2 separate regions of the Mus musculus genome follow, and region 1 is linked to region 2. A link is a contact called in public Hi-C data. All regions are on one chromosome and are shown on one strand. The core of a region is the stretch at or near the end of the contact, and the rest is flanking DNA. Distances in the headings are between cores, read along the strand shown. Region 1 overlaps Asb7 (ankyrin repeat and SOCS box-containing 7). Region 2 has its middle 72 kb from the start of Gm33515.

Evidence for each region. A called contact is a pair of places that touch in the nucleus more often than the background predicts.
Region 1: a Hi-C map of liver shows a contact between it and region 2, with 2.1 times the contacts expected there. The contact joins two enhancer-like sites. A contact is called at or near these places in 4 of 484 Hi-C or Micro-C datasets (adipose-derived mesenchymal stem cells, immediate neuronal precursor, liver and 1 more), 3 of 115 datasets of contacts at active chromatin or transcription factors (acute myeloid leukemia, embryonic stem cells and fibro-adipogenic progenitors) and 1 of 9 other capture datasets (adipose tissue).

The regions. Positions count from the first base shown.
Region 1 is chr7:66,653,622-66,657,645 of GRCm38.p6, forward strand. All of the region lies in intron 5 of Asb7 (ankyrin repeat and SOCS box-containing 7), which reads right to left. Among named protein-coding and RNA genes, the nearest start is that of Asb7, 34 kb to the right of the region's middle. Within about 2 kb of position 1,315, at least 18 of the 459 cell types and tissues checked have an H3K27ac peak or open chromatin away from gene starts, as enhancers often do. A contact at or near this core is called in liver, where this site is marked.
Region 2 is chr7:66,499,075-66,503,020 of GRCm38.p6, forward strand. No RefSeq gene overlaps it. Among named protein-coding and RNA genes, the nearest start is that of Gm33515, 72 kb to the left of the region's middle. Within about 2 kb of position 2,502, at least 11 of the 459 cell types and tissues checked have an H3K27ac peak or open chromatin away from gene starts, as enhancers often do. A contact at or near this core is called in liver, where this site is marked.

The DNA of each region.
Region 1 (4,024 bases), core at 65-2,564, 150 kb after region 2:
GCTTCTGAGACACAGGCAACTGCCCCAGTCAATGTCTCAGTGAACCCGCGGACGTCCAGACCAGCCGTGGAGCAGGCCACTGGAAGAAGGCCACGCCAGCAAGGTGATGGGTGGTTCATTTACTCGGGGACCTGGCATGTCTGACATGTTCTGTGCATGACTAGTCTCTGAAAACTGCCTTCAGGATCCAACATACTAAAATTCCCAACTGATAGGATCACTAATCCTGAGTCAGCAAAGCCACAATTTTATAAATGTCAGTCAGGAAGGAGGGGTCTCTCCAGAGCCAAAGCCATACGCAGGCAAGTGTGAGGCAAGCTTTCAACTTACCCAGATTTTTTAATCAAAAATACATTAACGATTCTTCAAATTCTCAAACACCAGGCTGAGAGGATACCTTTAAAACCCCTGAATGTAGGGCTGGCATGTGGCATAGTGATGGTAACCGTGGACCAATTACTGAGTATGCCCACTGCCCTGGCGTTGATCTTTAGCACTGAAAATGTGGAAATTCCACAGTGCTCAGTCGCCTTGCTTAGCTGGCGGATGGATGCCTCTGTACCTTTACAGTGGGAAACTCTCAGAGAACTTTTGCTTCTGCTGATTATACTGCTCTATAGTTACCATACTCAGAAAACTACACATTTCAGAAACATTTTGACTTGCTTAAAAATAACAATGATCAGTTTATCAGCTGACGTAATTTTTATGAAAACAAATAAAAACCAGAGTCACTTTCAGAACAAGGTGGCTGCAAAGAGAGGGCTGTTGCTCCTTTCCTGCAAATGTCTGCCTTCCATCTGCTCTGAACTTCCGAGTGCTAGCCTGGCACACTGTGCTAGCCTGATGCAGTGTGCTAGCCTGGTGCACTGTGCCGGCCTGGCACACTGTGCTAGCCTGATGCAGTGTGCTAGCCCCGAGGCTAGCTTCACTCAAATATGTTGCTAGGAAAGCAAGGAGTACTTAGAACAGCCTTTTCCAGCTAACCTTGGATCCTCTATGAACCTGTCGTAAAATGAGACAAGGAGCTTTTTTCTTTTTCAATTTGATGTGTGTGTGTGTGTGTGTGTGTGTGTGTGTGTGTGTGTGTGTGTGTTGCATACATATGAAGTGCATGTGTGTGCAGAGGCCAGTAGTAAATACTGTCTTCCTCAACTGCTCCTTCACCTTATTTTTTGAGGCAGGGTCTCTCACTAAAGCTGGAGGTCAGCGACTGGCTGGGAGCTGGCCCGGAAGCCCCAGGGATCCTCCTGTCTTCACTCGCCTGCTGCTGGGGTTACAAAAGCATGCTACCATGGCCAGCATGTTATCTGGGTGCTGCTTATCCAAACTGATGTCTCCATGCTTGCTTGGCAAACACTACCAGCTCAGCCGTCTCCCCAGTCCCAACGGTGGCACAGAATCTGAAATACATTGATGAACTTTCTGTACGTTTAGATTATAGTCCATTGGTGTATCTTAAACTTCTAGTGGATCTTTTACCCATGCACACAGTAACATAAACTTGTCATCAGGAACACATGGCACACTAGGTTATGCATGCCTTCAAATTGTTAGCCAATTTCAACATATGATAGCAAAAGAAATCACTTTTCTTAATATTTCCAGTGATCTCAGAAAACCATTACATAGAAGGACTCTCACAATTGTAAATACAAGTTTTTGAAACCCCTCTTTTCAAAGCTCAAGTCTGACTGGTCATCAATACTGTGGTCATTTTCCTTGATGTGACAAGTGAACTTTGCTCGTTTCTAAGAAAATGCCTGCTAAGTGCCCATGATTAAATGGTACAGTTTGGCTGTCAGTCAATCTTTCAAGGAGAAATGGTTCTCCATGAAAAAGCTGCTGGTCCAGCTCAGACAGACCTGCCACTTCCCCACTTGGCCGTCTTCACCCACAGAGCGCTGACAAGGTCTGTGCACAAAGGGACAAGACTCGACTCAGTTACGGTTACGCTTTGTCCAACGCATTTGTAAATGGGCTGCAGTACCCATGACTGAGGCTGCCTGGCAGCGAGGAAAACAGTGATTACCAGTGCCACACCAGCCAGACTGTCACTCTAACCTGGAAGCACAAAGGTCACCTAGTGAAAACTGTGGCTATGCACAGCGTCTGGACCTTACACCCCCTGAAGCCTCCTAGAAGCCCATTCTCTGGAAAATACAACAAACAAATCCCAGGGCTCTATGGTGTGTGCTCTCTCTCTCCCCCTACCCCGTTCTCTCCTTCCTTCTGTCCTTCCCTTCCTCTCTAGTACTAGAAAACCACTGCCTTTAAAAGTAGCTGTTGGCAAGAATTTGGTTCAGCTCCCTCAGTTTTTCAAGGAGGGCACCAAGCTCTGAGGGGTGAGTCTGGGGGCTGAAGAGCTTGCTTGAAGTTACTAGGCACGCTGTTTGTGGTACTCTGCAGCACCCCATTCTGCGGGTTTGATGGCATCTCTGATAACGGGCACCGCTGAGAACCTGTGATGATGTAGAGACAGGAACCAGCTGATCCCAGTGTGCAAAGCACTCACCAGCTCAAAGAACCAAAGCAAGGATGCTTTCACACTTAAAAAAAAAAAAAAAAAAAGGCAACACCAGATGGACAATCCATTCTAACTCTCACAGAGCTTGGACGTCATCACTCCCAAGTGCAAAAGGAAGAAAAATTGCTCAACTTTAAAAACTAAGACTGATCTTGGAGCAAGCAAAAAGACTGAAGCTGCAGGCAGCGCACCTTCTTTGAAAGCTCTGGAGATTATGATTATTAGGCCAGCGTGCCATGACTGAGGCATGCTCATGAGGCATGCTCACCTGAGCAAAAGCCACGGGGCCCAGACACAGAAACACTGGAGGCTGCGGATGGACAGGAAATCAGGAGCCAGTCAAAGGAAGTTCTGCCAGGTCCTCAAAGTGAGGCCGATGAAGCCCCTGATGGCTATGACAGAGGCAGGTGTGTGCAACCAGCACCCCAAACCTCTCTAGAAGTTAAGGCTGCTCTCCAAAGGCAGAGACTCTCACAGAGAATGGACATCTCAGGTTCAGCCCTCTCAGCCTTCCTAGCTCACCTTACAGAACTGGAGGGAAAGCTACCTGAGGGAGAAAGCACGGATGGCCATTCCAGCCTGGGACACAGGCCCACTTACAAGGCTGGAAGTCAATTAGAAGATCATGGGGTTGTGGGGCCCCATCACACCTATAACTATACTAACTGCCCTTCAATGTAGTAGTGGTGGGTTAGACCTGAAAAAGAGTCAAGGGGATGAGGGGGAGGCTGAAGGAGGGGGAGAAACACAGACACAGGAGAACTTGGCCCAGGCAGCCATCTGCAGTCACATAAAACACAGCCCCATGCCAGAAGACGAGGAAGCCTTCCATGCAGGCTGTTAGAGGCAAGGGTATGGTGGCTCAAACCTATAATCCCAGCACCAGGGAAGCACAGGCAGAGAGACTGGCTGCAAGTCTGATGAGAGCCAAGGCCATCTCAAAAGGATCAAAATAGAAGAAAAAAAAAAAAGGGTGCGTGTGTGTGTGTGTGTGTGTGTGTGTGTATGTGTGTGTTATTTATCTGAGTTCTTGCTGCTCTTCACATTATGCCTAGCTTCAGCTTAAAAAAAAAGAAAACAAAAAACAAAAAACAAAAAAAAACCATACCATGCTAGGTAATATAAAAAGAAAGACAGCCAAAGAGATAAAGCTAGTATCAGAAACAGGCTTAGGTGTGACACAGATGTTGCAATTACTATAAGCCAGAGAACCTAGAGTAACCACGGCTATTCATTTAAACCTATGGAAAACATTAGAGTGAGGGATGCCCCGACTAATGCCCTAATAAGGCAGCGGTAGGAAGGGTCCCACAGATCGTGCACATATGGAGGACTCTGGCCAAATGAGGACTAGAGAAACAGACAACCAAGAAGAGCCCGGACTCTACCTGCCTGAACCCAACTTTGACTCTGTCTTCTGAGCAAGCTCCTCTCCTGCCTAAGGGAAAATATTTACATGGAAAGAACTCCGAGGTCCAAGGCTCCTCCAGAATGCAA
Region 2 (3,946 bases), core at 1,252-3,751:
TGCACACACACATACACACAACCACACACAATGTCTGGTGTTCTTGATGTATCTGGAAGGCAATTCATTCCTTGTATTGTTCTGTTCCATTGATTGGGATATTGGCAAATCTGATGGTTTTCAATGGGACCAAGAACAGAATGAGATTCAGGCTACTCTACTACCATGGCCTCACATCCAACAGATACAGTGGCTCTGGAAGTGTTATCATGCGGAGGTGTAGACCCGAAGTGCCCTCCCCACCAACACTTACGAAGAATAAAGGGTCAAGGGTATAGCTAGTGGGCCTGTGTCAATGTATGTCTCTGAGCGATTACACCGTGCAATAGATCTGGGATAAAGGGGATTGTTGGAGAGGGAGAGGAAGGAGGACCTGGGGAAAGAGTAGAGGCAGCAAGCAAACCAAACCATAAGGGCAGAGAGACAGAGGGAGAGAAAGGGGCTCTGAGGACAGAAAGGGAGAAAGAGAGAGACAGAGAGAGAGACAGAGACAGACAGAGAGACAGAGATAGAGACAGACAGAGAGACACAGAGAGAGAGAGACAGAGAGAGAGAGAGACAGAGAGAGAGACAGAGATAGAGACAGACAGAGAGAGAGACAGAGAGAGAGGCAGAGAGAGACAGACAGAGACAGACAGAGAGAGACAGAGATAGAGACAGACAGAGAGACACAGAGAGAGAGAGACAGAGAGACAGAGAGAGAGGCAGAGAGAGCACCCTGGGATGTCAGGCAGTCCTTCTACATGCAGCCCACACCCGGAGCGCCTGGCAGAGGCAGGTGAGGGCAGCTTGTGATCAGTTAAGCCAGTGCTAGGTCCCTGAGAAAAAACAGTAACCTAACCCCCCCCTCCCCCATAAGTCGCACTGGAATGTCCAGAGGCAGGGCTTTGGGGGAACTGATTGGATCAAGAGGGCTCTGATATAGTAGCTCAATTAATCCATTAACATATATGTTGACCACATTGGAAGGTGGGACCTTAGGAGAGCACTTCATGAGGGGCATGGCTTTGAAGGAGACATCCAAGAACTGCCTCTTCCTCTGGGCAGAGGGTGTTCTCAGCTGTGTATAGACCAACTCCATCCTAAGAAAATGCATTCTGGTGCCAAGAGGGTAGTTTTAGGAGTTCACTCAATGTGTCACATTTGGGAATTTTTGTTTTGATGAGATTAACACTTAAGCTTGGGAACTATAGGATAAGTAAGTTAGTCTTCATTCTGTGTATGTATCTTACTCAGTTGTTGAAAGCCTGGATGGAGCAAAAGGCCTGCCCCTCCCTGAATGAGTAACTTCCTTCAGTCGACTGGGTCAGGCCTCACCTGCACCATTGGCTTTTGGGCCTGTAGGACCACACACAGATGTGGTCTTCACACACAGATATGAACTCCCCCTGCTCCAGCGTTATCTCAGGATCGATTCCATTTTCCCTGTGTGTGTAATTCTCTTTGTATAATGGTGTATTTGGCCTGCTCTTTGTTTTGTAGCAGCTATATTATCAGGGAGATTGGCCGGTGTTTTTCTTCTTTGACTCCTTCTTCGTTGCCTTTTAATCGAAAGGCACCATGAGCTTCCTCAGATGAGTTGGGAAGTGCACATTCCCTTCAGAATTTCTCTGGAACCTTGTGAAGATTTGCTGTTGTTTTTCTTGTCACTGTTTATCCAAGTTCAGCTGTGAGATCCAGGCCCAGGGCTTGCCTTTCAGAAGGTCTTGTTTGAGGCCACAAACTCAGTCTTTAAAAATATATACATGCCATCCATAGAATCAGTATTTTCTTGGCTTAGTTTTAGGAGTCTGTAGCTTTTAAGGAATTGGCTTATTTCCTCTTAATTGTTGAATTAATGTGCTCTGAGCTGTTCATAGTATTCCTGATGAGGTCTTACAAGCACCAATTTCTCTTTCTGATATTTTCTCCTTCCTCTCTCCTCTCTCCCCTCCCCTCCCACTTCAGCTTGGCTAAAGTTTATCCCTTCTGTTGATTTTTCTTGACAAATGGCATTTGGTTTCATGGATTCCTGTCTTATTTTTGTTCTTCTAACTCTGGGCTAATTTTTCTCCCTTTCCCCTTAGTTATTTATGGAAAGAGGCTCCATTACAAACCTGAAGCCTTTCATGTTCTAAGGAGTTAACACGTTAAATTTCCTTCTAAGCAGGACATTAGCTCCAGGCCACAGATTCATACATCTTTTATTTTTATTTACTTCAGAATATTTTCTACTTTTCACTGGAGACTTCCTTTGGCACCACCAATTATTGAAAGTTTTACATATCTGGTGATTTTTTTTTTTCAGATAGCCTGATATTTATTTCTAGTTTAATCTTTTTATTGTCACACACCAAAACTTGAACAATTTAGGTTCTTTTAAGTTTAATGAGGCCCAAACATTTTATCTTTATTTTTATTTTCATTGTTGGCCTGGCTTTGTGCATGTTCCCTTGGACCTGTCTTGTGCACCAGAAAGGGCGAGCGCCCTGCTCTTGCTGAGAGGAATACTCAGTGTTAGAGGTCGGGCTTGCGCTGCTCTCAAGCCCTTCCCTTCCTGTGCTTGGTGGTGTTCTCTCTCTGTTTACTATTACCCAGAAGAAAGTATCAAAGTCTACAACTGCAACCGTGGATTTGTTTATTTTCTTTTTTTCCAGTCTATCTGGTTTTGCTTAACTTGTTTTGCAGCCCTGTTGTTAGGAAAATATACATTTAAGATTATTATGTCGTCTTTAAACCTATAATTTTTTTAGACTTTTAAAAGTAATTTACATATAGAATAAAGTCACATTCTACTAAAAAGAGCACACCAAAAGGAAAAAGTTTATTTTTAATGTATACTCTCGTTTCTTTGCTTAAAAAAAATAGTAAAGTGTCTCTAGAAATCAAATTACATTATAAGCTTGTTGTGACTAAATTTTGATTAAATGTCTTTTCTCTTTCTTTTCTAAATATCTCCTTTGTTGTAAAAAGGGCCTCATTTTGGTTGATGCAATTCCTAAAACTCAAGGGTAGGTTTTTCCCGTCCAGGCCCCGAAGCCACAGTCGAAAGCCATTGTTTTTCTCTCCTTGGGATGCCCTAGTACATGCCTGCTTCCAGGAGATCCAGCTTCCACGAGAAGACTCAACATCCTTACATTTCACAACAACTATAAAAGCTAGGCCTTAGTCCTGCTGAAGGTTGTTTTGAGACGAGCATTAGACCTGTGTTGCCCAGAATGCCCAAGAATGAGGGAGCCGTACCAGGGATGGATGGAAGAGCTTTTTGCTCCTGTGCCAGGCTCTTGAAAGGGGAATGTAGAAACTGGACAAGGACAAGAAGAACTTGCCTAAGTTGCTGGAATCTCGCTTTGAATTTGCATGCTTCACGTCTGACTTTTCTTTCTGTGTTAACAGAGGCTATGTTACTTAAGGATCACAATGTCTGATGGGCTAGCCCTGGCGTGTCTCTCTCCTGCTCTGCTGTACTGGAATTTCTCTCTCTCTCTATTTTTTTTTTTTTGGCCTCAGAAGCTGACATCCAGATATCCCTACACATCGGACATCTGTTTCAAGAACCACTCCAATTAAAGGAAAGAAAACTCCCCAGTGGCTGTTTACCAGGTCCCCCATGGACTGCGAAGTGAACATTTGATACCTGCCCAAGGGAGGGATAAAGCCCCGTTAGCTCGTAGGTGCGTGTTAACAGGCCCCCACGTGTTTACTCATAGTGTTTCTGGTAATTGACAGGAAATAATGTCTCCCAGGATGCTCTCCCCGGTTCATTCAGAGCCTGGGGATGGGAACAGACTGGATTTTCCAGGTTGGTTTACCATCTCTATAAACAAACACAAATGTCTTGCTTCATAAAGCACCCACACCTTCTGAACAGCTGGACCCTAAGCTGATGTGCTGAATAACCCTGAAATGTGGTGGAATATGGCCTTCTCCAGCCCAGAGGCTACTAGTGGTGTCTGAGTGCCTTCAG